Regions from separate parts of the Sus scrofa genome. Here region 1 is linked to region 2. A link is a contact called in public Hi-C data. All regions are on one chromosome and are shown on one strand. Each heading gives the region's core, a stretch centred on a gene start, on an enhancer-like site or on the middle of the called end of the contact. The rest is flanking DNA. Distances are from core to core; before and after follow the strand shown. Region 1 holds the start of KRAS (GTPase KRas). Region 2 holds the start of RASSF8 (ras association domain-containing protein 8).

Region 1 (6,424 bases), core at 1,534-4,033, 660 kb before region 2:
TGTGGTCCAGGAACCCATTAGGGTTCCTAAAACTTCGGGGGAGGGTCCAAGAGGTCAAAAACTGGTTTCCTAATAATGCTATGATGTGATTTACCCTTTCCACTCTTAATCTTTCACAAGCATACCGGAGAATTTTCAAGACGTGTGATCACCACAGACCGTATACAGAAGCAGCTATGAGGATCCAGATGTCTTCTATTAAGCCATATAATTAGAGAGATTTGGAAAGTGTGAAACAATGCCACTCTTTTAATTTTTGTGTTTTGGAAAACAGTTATTTGTCATAAGAAATTCTATTTATGTTATCAAGTAATAGGCTTGTTATTTCCTTTTTAAAAAAATGAATTAATATTTCTTTAATTCTCAATTTTAATTTCTATTATGGTAAATACTGACATATTTCACACTGGGATCCTTCAATAATTTTTAAAAGTGTAAAGGGGTCCAGGTCCTTACAACCAATAAGTTTCCTAGCCTAGGAGAGACAGCAGGCAAATGCTCGGATTAGCGCTTAGCTGTACATACATGTGTGATTTCTGAAAGACACACACACCTTCTGTCACTTCTTCATGCAGTGGTTATTTCTAAAAAGAATCTTTGCTTGGATTTTAAAAATCAGGCAATATTTAAATCCACTAGAGGAGTTCTGTTGTGGCTTAGCTGGTTAAGAATCTAACTAGTATCCATGAGGATGTAGGTCTGATCTCTGGCCTCACTCAGTGGGTTAAGGATCCGGCGTTGTCGTGAGTTGTGGTATAGGTCACATACGTGGCTTGGATCTCTGGCATTGCTGTGGCTGTGGAGTAAGTCAGCAGCTGCAGCTCCAATTTGACCCTTAGCCTGGTAAGTTCCATACGCCATGGGTGCGGCCCTAAAAAGACAATAAATAAATAAGTGAATACATGCATACATACATACATAAATCCACTAGAGACAACTGGGTTCCCATGGAGTTGTACCGAAGACCACAGGCCAGAAGGAGCCCCATCACCCAAAGCTACAAAAGCTAGCACTGGGGAGAACTGGGATCAGAACTGAAAATTTTGTTCAGAAAAAAAATTTCCACTCTTTTCTGTCATAAAACTGAATTATCATTTCATCTATCTTCTAAAACCAAGAACGCCGTGGATGGATACAGTCCCAAAGTAAGCAGTATTGATATTTACCATACTTAATGTCTATAGTCTATTATATATTCAAGTCAGCATTTTGGACCTTAGTCACCTAAGAATGACATCACTCAGAGGGTTGATTCTGAGATGATGATTGCGAACAGACTTTTTCCCTTTGCAATTTCTTTTTTAATGATGTTTTTCCATTACAGATGTAACATACATTGTGTAAAAATTAGAAAATAACTTTCTGTTCTTGACTCCTTGTTTTGACCATATCAAGGTTTGAGAAAGCTAGTTTAGGACTTCAACTATCATGCACATGTCTATAAGTATTTCAGACAGTTAGCTGGCAGATTGCTACAATTAACTCCTCTTGTTAAAAAAAAAAATTGTGAGTGCTGTTTTGGAGGGCTGTAATAACTCCTGAGATGCGGATCAAATTTATAAGCATGAGGTAATCCAGAAGAGATGGGGGAAAGGACAACAACGGGCAAATTAAACTTCAGGTACGATTTTAGCTATCGCTGTCTACACTCCACTAGTAAAGAAAAAGCCCTGCTTCTGCTTTGCGGGTTTTCTGCGTGTGTTTTAACTTGACAAAGCAAATAGACCTTCTGGGATTAACTTTTTCGTTTTCACTAAGTCACAAGCTTTACGTTGTAGGGTGTTGGCCACCTGTTCTTCCACCACCATCACTACCTCCACCTCCTCCTTTGTGGCCACAGCAATGTCACAGCCCATACATGGGGGAGGGGAGCAGTCAGGAACTCAGCTGCAGATGCATTTTTCCAAACACAATAACCTCAAACAGTGGTCTCTAAGCACTTTTCTTTGCGCTTCCAAAACGTGACCTCCCCTATTACTCCCATATCCCCCTACACACGGAAAGGGGCCACTAGCCATCCAGTCTGCGCTCGAGGGAGAAGTTTATACCTCCGTCCGAGAGATGCTAGATGCAGCAGAGAAGGCAGTAACCGAAGCAGCCGAGTGCTGGGAAGGGAGGAAGAGGTGCGGGAGCGAAGGGAGAGACAGAGAGGGAAGGACGACGAGGGGGAGGGGAGGCCGGAGCGCAGCGGGAGTAACCTCCACCGCACCCGACCGCCCCGAGGGGCAGCCCGCCCGGCCCGCGAGTTTCTCCCCGGCCGCCTCCAGCCGCGGCTCTCGGGGAGGAGGAAGGAAGGGGTTCCCCGTCCAGGAAGCAGCACCAGCAGCGGCCGCCTCCAGCCTCACCCTCCTCAGCCCCGCACCGCCCATTCCTCATTCCCCGCGTCGCCGCGTCCCCGCGCCTCCCCCTGCAGACCCCCCCACCCTGCCGGCCCGCCCGCCAGGGCCCCGCGCCCGAGCCCCCTCCCCGCCCCTCCCGGGACCCCTAATTCATTCACTCGCCGCCGGCCCCGCCCGGCGCCGGCGAGGAGGGTCGGGACCCCGGCAGGGGCCAGGAGGGGTGGTCCGCTCCGTACCTCTCTCCCGCACCTGGGAGCCGCCGAGCCTTTGGCCCCCGCCGCCGCCTTCAGTGCCTGCGCCGCGCTAGCTCCCAGTCCGAAATGGCGGGGGCCGGGAGTACTGGCCGAGCCGCCGCCACCGCTGCCGCCGCCGCCACCGCCGCCGCTGCCGCTGTGCCTCCGCCGCCGCGGCCGCCGCCTAGGGAAATCGAGCTCCGAGCTCACCGATGAGTTCGGGGCCAGGCGGCCGCAGAGGGCAGAACTATCGATGCTCTCGGCGCTCGATTCCTCTCCAGACGGGCGTGCGGGGAGGGAGCGGCTGAGGGCGGTGTGGAAAGAGGGTAGAGAGAGTGCCGCCGGGGAGAGGGAGGAGGCGGGGCCCGGCTGGGGAGGGGACGGACCCGGCTGGCGGAGGTGGGGCGGGGGCCCGGCCCGCTGAAGAAGCGGGCGGCAGGGGCGGTGCTGGGTGGCTGCGCGCGGCCGGCGGAGCAAGGTTGTGGGGAGATCTGGGCGGCGCCTGGGCGGGCGAGCGGGCGCGCGTGAGGGGGCACTGGTGGCCCCACGCGGGGCCCGCCCCCAGGCTCCCGCCGCAGCTCATAGCCCGCAGCTGCGGACTCAAGACTCGCGCACCCGGGAGACGCCACGGGGACCCCTGCCGCGCCCCTGTGGGGTCCACTCGGAGAAGCTGCGAAAATCCCACCTCGCCTGGGGTCGGCCTACGCTTGGGCACATTCATTCACTATCATTTACTGCAAGTAAATAAACAAGCAGTATTCGAAAGTGGGAGGCGACGTGGGTGACTTAGAGAGAGACTGGGCCCCCAGTTCCCCAGCCCCCGGCTGTGCGAGCACGCCTTGGAGATTACCATTCTGCACTCTCTGGGACCAGGAACGTACTAGCCCCAGGTCCCAACAAAGCAGCACGTCCTTTCATCACTGTTAAGGGGAGGGGGTCTGATCTTTGTCGCTTTATGAACCTTCTGAAGCCATTACGGGGCACCCTAAACGGCGACCTCAGAGGTACCTATTGCCCCTGATGGCACAAGCAGGAGACAGACTGTTTTTAAATAGAAGTGCCCTTAATAGTCTAGACCTGAGGAGAATCATTCAAACATTAATTAGAAGACAGATTAATAAGTTAACGTTCAGGGAGTTAACACATTAAACAATGGAACAATTAAAACTGCTAGTATGCCCAGTGTCTGCATTGATAAACTACCAAGAAAGGTTTGAGAGGTTGATATACTACCTAGAAAGGTTTGGGAGAGTTTTAAAGACAGAGGCCTGGCAGACCAGCACCTAGACCTAATAGGACCACCCATCTGAATCTCTCTCTGCAGTTCTGTCCCTCTAATCCACATCATAAAACATGAATAAAAGTGTTTTTTTGGGGTGTGGGGGGTTGTCTTTTTAGGGCCAAACCTGTGGCATATGGAAGTTCCCAGGCTAGGGGTAGAATCGCAGCTGTAGCTGCCAGCCTACACCACAGCCACAGCAACAAGAGATCAGAGCTGTGTCTGCCACCTACAGAGCAACACAGGGCAACACTAGATCCCTCAATCGGGGTCAGGGATCAAACCTGGATCCTCATGGATACTAGTTGGGTTCTTAACCTGCTGAGGCACAATGGGAACTCCAAAACAGTTATTTTAAATCCCTACTATTATGTCTGTTAACCTAGGCCTTATACCAACTGCCTCTCTTTTCTTCCTACCCCTTCTGTGGGCTGTACTCTGCAAGGCTGTTTCCTTCCTGGCTCCCTCTCCTAACACCTGGTACCAGGTGGAAGAGGCAGAAGAGAAGTGGAAAACCAGGAAGGGAAAAGAATGCCGCTCTTGGTCTGGTAATTGCTAAATGTTTTGCACAAATCGTCTTATTTAATCATCACAACAGTCTCATGAGGTCAAATATTTTACAGAAGAGGAAACAAATCTAGAAATTGGGCCCAGATTGACACAACTGAAAGGAAGAATCCTTCATGTCAGATTGTGTTCATGCCTCTGTTCCCCCACTGATAGTGGCTCCCATCCTGCTGAACATAAAAGCAAAAATGTTCTCCAGGCCCTATGTAGCCTTCGGTTATTTGACATCCTCTACCCTCTTTCCAGTCTGAGCTTGCATCCTATAGTCCATCTTCCTCACTTCCAGGCATACATGCTGGTTCCAGGCTGACCTTTGAAAATGCATGCAGGCTTCTCCAGGGAATTTGCACTTGTTGCCCCTTTATCTGGGAAAAACTATATATCTACAGAGCTTCCTTCCACACTTATAAATCTCTATTCAGGTGTCTTCTAATGAGTTTCCCAATGGATCATTTGATGTGCATCTCTCCCTTCTCCTCCCAAATCCTATCTCTTCCTGCTTTATTTTCCTCCAGAGCACTTATCACCTTCTAATACACCATATAACTTACTTTGTTATCTTGTCTCTCTCCCACCAGAATATATGCTCCATGAGGTCAAGGATTTGGGTCTGTTTTACTTACTGCTATAAACACAATAAGCACTCAGTGAATGTATGGAATGTTGAATGAATGAAGTTATGTACCCTGTTTCTGAACTGTGTAAATCTAAATCCTTACTTACACAGAATGCCTTAAAGACTCTGTAATCTCTGTTTTCACCAAATCTGCCTTTATACTCACCCATGACATCTTCTGATACTCACCCACGACACCCTATGGAGTCTAGAAAATTTTGTCTGCATATAATGGACACTAGGAGTTTTTGTTAAGGGAATTCATTTATGCTCATTTGTATGTTGCTTTGGAGTCACTCTTCAAATGTAAATCACAGATTTATTTTGTCCAACTTCAAGGACATGATGAGCTCTTGTTTTCTCAGACAGCTGCTAATACAATGCTCTCCCTGTAGTTGGTGCTCCATAAATCTAAAAAGGACTATAATACAGAGGAGGGAAAAGCTTTACATAGCACTTCTGTGCTGACTATGAGGATTCTGGCATTAGCAGAAACCTAATCTCATGCACATGTCTCAATTACCATCTAGACTCAGGATTTCCAGAGCAGTTCAGCATCCCACTCTGTGTTCTGTGCACCCTACACTCCTGCCTCACCTCTCACACTTTCTTTCTCCTTCCTGTTCACACCTACGCTAATGTTTACATATGCATGGTAAGCCTTTCCCCATCCCCTCCTGGTCCTGGGTGCTTTCTCAGAGCCAGCAGCCTCCTCCACAACACTCTTTCCCTGACTTAGAGCAGTGAGTCTCAAAGGAAAGCAATTTCTGAATCATCAGGCATACTTTAAAAAATGCAAGTTCCTAGGCCTCTCATCCAGATATTCCATTCAGTTGATTTAAGGTGAACCAGAAATCTTCATTTTTAACAAACTGGTGGTTGGCAGTCTGGACACTGAGAAACTCTGGTCTAGATACTCAAATTCGTCTCTTTTTGGCAATTGCACTTTCCACTAGCTTTGAGGGTTTTTCTTCCTCAAGGCCGGTGGCTGCCCGGCTCTCCCTTTCTGTGTCCATCTCATGGACAAGCACACGGGCCCACACTGTGATCACGATGGGAAAAGAGAGGGAATGGCAAAAAGTATAAATTCAGGGCTTTCAGACTTGTTCTAAGATGTAACTGAAGTTTTTACTCGCTACTGTTCTGTTCTTCTGGGAAGGTAGCCATGTCCACACGTGCACACATCCTTGTGATCTTGCTTAATGATGACCCTTAACTGACCCTTCCCTTCCAGGGATGCCCTCGTCTCAGATATAATCAAAGCCAAACCAACAAGAATGCCCTTGGGTTAATTTGGGCTTTTACAGGATATAAAATGGCAGGACATGTTCAGAACACTGCAAATGCTGAGGGTTTATTTAAAGGAAATAAAGAAACTTTAGAAATCCAT
Region 2 (6,259 bases), core at 2,057-4,556:
TTCCCTGGTGGGCCAGTTTGGGAAATGCTGGTCTAGATACATATTTGTCAAGCTTATTTATATGATTCCACTGCAATAATTAAAAAAAAAAAAAAGAGTTTCCAGGGGTTTCCAGATAAAGGAAATTTATCCCCAGGAACTGTAGATGTGAACCTGGTTTTCTTAGTGTGTTAACACCTTGGGTTTCAGTTACTCAGGTCACCAAAGGGATACAAATTTAGTTGTACTAATGAGCCACCACTTCAGCAATCACACAGTCAAATAAGTTATCCCAATGATGATATGACTAGTAATGAAGACATTGTCCCTCTTCTGGCAAATAATTCACATTAGTTCATAACATACATGGCTAGAAATGGATCTACATCAACTCCTTTTCTGTTTGCCTAGCTTAGAGAAAATTTCCCCCTAACCATGAAGCAGAAGTCTCTCTCTCTCTCTCACACACACACACACAGATTTGAAGATGCTATCCTTGAAGATGGAAGTAGCCACAAGCCAAGGAATGCAGGTAGTGGCTAGAAGCTGGAAAAGGCAAGGAAATGGATTTTCCCCTAGAGCCTCCAACAGGAACACAACCCACACCTTGATTTTAAGATATCTGACCTCTAGAATCGTAAGATAACACATTCTTGTTTTTAGCTACCAAGTTTGTGGTAACTAATATATTTGTGGTTTAGCTCCTAAACTAATAACACATACAGTATACTTCTAGGTGTTGGCCCCGTGTGTTCATGCCCTCTGCTCTCCACATATATCTCTCCCCATTGAAATTTTCCTCTTTTCTTAATCTCTCCTTTCAGATTCTTTTCTTGAAAATCAAATCTGATTATGTCAAAGGGCTTGAAGTGCATGAATACTCACCCTTTCTAGTTACGTTACTTGCAGGGAATATAATTAGAAACCAGAAATAGGGTTGTTTACAAATCCTGCTAAGGACATTTGGTGTGATCCTAGGAAGGCTTAGCAGAGATGTGATTATAGCTAAGAAAGCTCAAAACAAATTGAACTATAGGCTGAAGAAAGAATGCATTAACCACATGGGGCTGAGGTGGGGAAGAGATTCTTCTGGGTTTACCCAGGCAGGACAGAGGTATATTCACCAACTTCTGCAGCCACCAGCAAGGCACACCCTGATTTGAAGGTAGGGATACCTCACTGGGTACCAGGATCCTAGTAAGCACTTCTCCTAAAAAGTGGACAGTTATTTAGTCATAGCAAGTCTCATCCTGATTTAAATGCTGGTCACATGAAAGTTGGTTATAATGAGTCATCAACTGGTTCACCTCTAGATGCATGATAAAATTGAGGTCAGGACCTGCCTGGTGACCAATAGAAACCAATAGATTAAAGTTCTTCTACTTGGTAAGATCCTGAGTCCTAGTTAACAATAGCCACAGTCTTGCCTGTTATCTCCTCTGTTTCAAGACTGCCATAAAAGGGGGATGATGATCACAGCCAAAAAAGGGAGGAAAGTCCTAAAAAGGAAGGCAAGGTCAACATGGGCAAGTGCCACCAAGGGCATGCACGACAAGAGGGAGATTGAATTTTTCCATTAGATCTGGCAATTAGGTGGTGACTGATGCTGTTCACTGGAGTGAAAGGTTGACGAAAGAATGAGAGCTGAGGAAACGTTAACCTTAAGGCTGGAAATCTCTGAGGATCTGTGCTCTAGGTCATCTTTAAAAGTTTCCACGGGGTTTTACATTTGAATCATAGAGAATGCTTCTTGTCCCTCAATTCTCCAAATGTTGGCAAGCCAAATTTGAATCTTAACATCTGTCTCCTCAGTTCACCTCTGAGGTAGAGGAACTAAAGAGCTGTGCAATAACTAAGGTCAAAAAACAAGAGGAAGAAACCAAAGGCCTACAAATCCAAACTCCAAACAAATCAAGCCCTGAATAGGACAAGCGGTAACAAGTTGTGCTTCAAATTTAATATCCCTGTCTTGATTTAAAAAAAAAAAAAAAAAAAAAAAAAAAAAAAAAAAAAAAAAAGCAAAAACACCCAACACCAGAAACCCAAAAACGAGTGTCTGGAGAATCAAAAGGGACATCTTATAACTGGAATGCTTCTTTGAATCTCCTCAGCCCCTCTTCCTCCAAACTGATTGCTGTTCTTGCGTTGTGGGCATGTGTGAGCAAAAGTCTGGACCAAAGACTGGATGTTGTCCAGTGACTAGAGTACTGCATGTCATAAAAAAAGGTGAATAACAAGAACAACACACACATCTGCGTTTCCATAAGAAAGCACAGCTTTCCTTGACTATTTGCTATATTTGCGCGGGGGGCGAGGTGGGGGGGGGGAGCGGTTTTCTGAATCTGAGCCCAGCTCTTTCTAAACTTGGTTACTCACGTCTGATTCACTCGCTGTGTTTTTCGTCTCCTGTCTCTGTCATTGCCTGCTGCTGAGAAGGGGGTCGCTGAATCATTGCCACTCCAGATGAAAAGCAATTCAAACCCAGTCCTGAGGGGATGGAAGGGCCTTTTCTTTTTTTTTTTTTTAAGCGTCTGTGGAAAAAGCCTCCTCCTTGCTGGGGTGACAGTGAAAGGCAGTTTTGCAAGTCTCACCCCGGGGCTATGGAAGATTTTACTCCGTGAGCGTCAGTGAAGTACCGGTCATCTCACCGTTTCTAGCTTTCAGGTCCACTGGCCTCCGCCGACCCGGCGGAGCGGGGGACCGTGGGCCCGAGCGGCCTCGCAGCGCTCACCGCCGCTTTAAAAGCTCCCACAATGCAGCGCTGGCGTCCCAGTTCCGTTACAAGGTCTCTCCCGGCGCCGGCGAACCGGCGAGGAGAGGGCGGGGGAGTCGGGGAGCGGCGGCTGTAACCCGAGCACCCGGCCGAGGGGGGCGCCCCCGCGCCGCCGCTCTCGCGCGCTCAGCCCGCGGCCCGACAAAGGGGCGGAGCCGCCTGGCCGCTCGGCCCGGCCCGGCCCCCGGCCCGGCCCCCTTGCCCAGAGGCACCGGCCGCGGGAGCGAGCCAGCCGCCGAGTCCGCCGCCTGCGCTCGCCTGCCGCCCCGTACAGCGCCCGGAGTCCCGCTCCTCGTCGAGCCTCGCCTGCCCGCTCGCCCCCCGCACTGGCTCGGCTCTGGGGGCTGCTCCCGCCGGCTGCGCCGCGGCTGCCTGCGCGCTCGCCCACCCCTGTACCCCCGCCCGAGGCGTCCGCGCTCACCTAGCGCCAGGCGGGAGGTGAGCGGACAGGGAGCACCAGGGAGCCGGGGCCTCCCGCCGGTGCGGGGCGCGCGGCCCGCGTAGCGCAGGGGAGCGAGGCTCGCGGGGCTGCGCCGCCGGGGACGGGCGCTGGGCGGCCGCCGGGCTCCGGGCGCCGCCGCGTCCCCAGCGCTCCGGCGGGCCCCGCGAGGCGGCCTGCGGGGGCGGCGCAGTTGCGAAACTGAGTAAGTATTAACTTTACTCGGCGGCCGCGATCTCCGGGCAGCTTTCGGGACCCCTCCCTCCTTCCCCTGGAGCCTCCGGGCTCCCCCCTTCCCCGCCCCTCTCTCCGCACCTCTGGTTTCTTCGCCCCATCTGCCCTCGCCGCGGGCTCCCGCTTCCTCCGGTTCACCTTTTCCCCGCTGTCTCCCCTTTGCGCGTTCTCCCCGCCGCACACGCGCGCCTGACTGAGACTACGAGCTTGTTCCCAGTCTGTTTCCTCCCATTGCCCTTGGCCGGGGAGTTTAGAGGCCACTTTTGTTGGGAAGGGAAATGTACGTCTGGCTTCTTTAATATTTTTCTCTCCAAATGGAAATCGGATGCTTGCTTGCCGAGCGGCGGTTTGGTGAAAGCTTATTTTCTCCTTTGAAAAAAATGATTGGTTTACCGGTTTTTAAAATGTTTGAACGATTAACCATCCTCCGTCCCTATTCCCCCGTGCCGCCAACCCGTCTGGGGAGGGGAGTGCAGAAGACTTTCAAAGTAATTCCGTCTTGCAAACTGGAAACTTAGAGAGGATACGGCCCAGAAAGCTGAAAAAGATTGAACCTGAAGGGCCCTGAGCTTTGAATGTGGGTCCTCGTGTGGCACAGGGCTTACGCGCCGAGTACCTGGGTTCGTAATCGAGTGTTGCGTTGTTATTTTAACATAATAGAGCCGCCTGGTGTTGCTAAACCACTACTTTCTCAGCATCAGATGGCATCCAGTGCAGGGCAAGCTTTGGGTATAATTGCGGGTCAGATCTTTAGGCATTTAGACGGGAAATAGATGCAGGGCACGTTTCATAGCTGGTTTTCAACCCGGGATGTTAGCCTGTCAGTACATCAAAGCATTGCGTTGAAAAAATTCCTCCAGCCTGGTGCCAGCGAGGACCAACATTTTAGGGATTTTCTAGTATAATGTGGTTCAGCAGTTCTTCATTAGATATGTTTTGTTCGCAGGAAGCACCTTTAAATATGTATCGATCTCCGATTTTTCTGTCGGTTGAATTAACTACCCATTCTGGTAGGAGGCCCCAGGTAGTCTTTTTAAAAATTTTTTCTTTTCTCTTAAGTCTTTCATCGTTGGGTTGCCAGGAGTTGGTTTTCGTGCGAAAGAACAGAAAAAATGGGAAGACTTAATGTATTATCAGCATCCTCTTCTTTGCCTGGGTGAGGCGGTAGTGAATGCCACCTAGCCCTCTGCAGGGAGAGGTGCTGAGTGGAGGCAGGAACCAGGAGGCAGGACTGAGCACTGTCATTTTGAAAGGTGGCTTGTGTGAGGTTTTATCTTTTAGCTGGCATATTAATTGTACTTTTAATTCTATTTATCCTCATGGGGAACTCTCCCCAAACTATAAACATTACATGTGACCACACCCCACTTAAAGAAGACTGAGCATAACTTGATGATTGTTCTTTTGAAGGATCAAGACCCAACATAAATATAATTTGTAATGTAGATGGTAAATCCTTTCAAAAATCTCCCCTTCCTCATTTTCTCTCCTTTTAAGAGTCTCTAGCTGATACTCTCAATAATAGACACGTTTGGTAGTAATGCATTGAATTCTTTCTAGGGTCATTGATAAAGCCTGATTCCGAGGCTTCAATAGCTGAGGAGGGCATCAAAGAGCTCAGAGAGGGAGGAAATCATGGGACTCTGCAGAGAGGAAAGGCATTTCAGTTTGCTGAACTGTCAGCATGCTGCAAGGGAAAGCAGTAAAAAGAGGAATGTTTAAGTTGTTTTTAAGGTGCATGTTTCCTAAATTTGGCATTTGGTCGAGATATTTGGCAATTGCAGATTTTAAATTCTATTAGAATCAACTATAATGGAAAAAATCATAAAAAATAAATTCTATTAGGTTGTGGTATGATTTCTTTTTGCCTAATATTTTTAAAGTGTCATTTTTTTTTTACTTTTTAAAAAAATTATAGTTGATTTACAGTGTTGTCTCAATTTCTGCTATGTAGCAAAGCGACCCAGTCATACATATACGTGTGTGTGTGTGTGTGTGTGTATATATATATTCTTTTTCTCATATCATCCCCCATCATGTTCTGTTCCAAGACATCGGACATAGTTCCCTGTGCTATACAGTAGGACCTCATTGCCCGTCCATTCCAAATGTAATAGTTTGAACCACCTACTAACCCCAAACTCCTAGTCCATTTTTGTTAATGTGAATCTCAATGCTTAGCTTTTGTATCTTCTATACTGGGTGGCTTGCATTAATTTTTAATTTGAATGCCTTGGTTATTTTGAGAAATGATGAGTTTTTCAGAGTTTCTTACTAATTGATCCTGTCTTATGTTGATGTATGTAATGGCTTGAGAGGAAAAATATACTTTGGTGTTGATATTGTTGCTCTTTTCATTATGCTTGATTCCTGGCATGGCTTTGCTCATTTATTATAAAACACTAAGTCCTAGGTATCTGGCTAGTGTTCACAACATTGCAAAACTCTTTGCAGGTAGAAGTGGAGTGGGAATGGGTGTGGGATAGGAAAACATTATGCATCATAACTCTGAGGATTTGGATTTAAAAAATAATGTATCACCTGTTTACTCTCCTTGGATGATATCTTGCTCCAGTCCTAAATAGATTTCAAAATCCAAAGTGTAGAAATAGTTTCCAAGAACTCTGTTTAGTGGAAAGAATGCTTATCCTCCACAGCCAACCAGCCAGACTCAGGTGGCAAGTGTGACTTTGTCTCACTCCCAGCTGAGAGAGCTTGGCCATGTTACTTCAGCCTCTGTGATCTATGGTTGCTTTTTGTAAAATGAGGATATTGTTACTAAAAAGCGATGCTGTGACAAGGAGAACACCTAACATAGTGTCTGGCACATATTA

What was found. Hi-C and Micro-C count contacts between places; a contact is called where the count stands out from the background.
Region 1: a contact with region 2 is called in a Hi-C map of embryonic fibroblasts, with 3 times the contacts expected there. The contact joins the promoter of KRAS here to the promoter of RASSF8 in region 2. A contact is called at or near these places in 1 of 5 promoter capture datasets (fetal liver), 1 of 47 Hi-C or Micro-C datasets (embryonic fibroblasts) and 1 of 2 datasets of contacts at active chromatin or transcription factors (skeletal muscle).

The regions. Positions count from the first base shown.
Region 1 is chr5:48,505,133-48,511,556 of Sscrofa11.1, reverse strand. It overlaps KRAS (GTPase KRas), which reads right to left and starts at 2,783. Exons shown (of 5, transcript XM_003126427.5): 1 at 2,576-2,783.
Region 2 is chr5:47,844,517-47,850,775 of Sscrofa11.1, reverse strand. It overlaps RASSF8 (ras association domain-containing protein 8), which reads left to right and starts at 3,306. Exons shown (of 6, transcript XM_005653134.3): 1 at 3,306-3,396. It overlaps LMNTD1 (lamin tail domain-containing protein 1), which reads right to left and starts at 2,477. Exons shown (of 18, transcript XR_002344073.1): 1 at 2,356-2,477.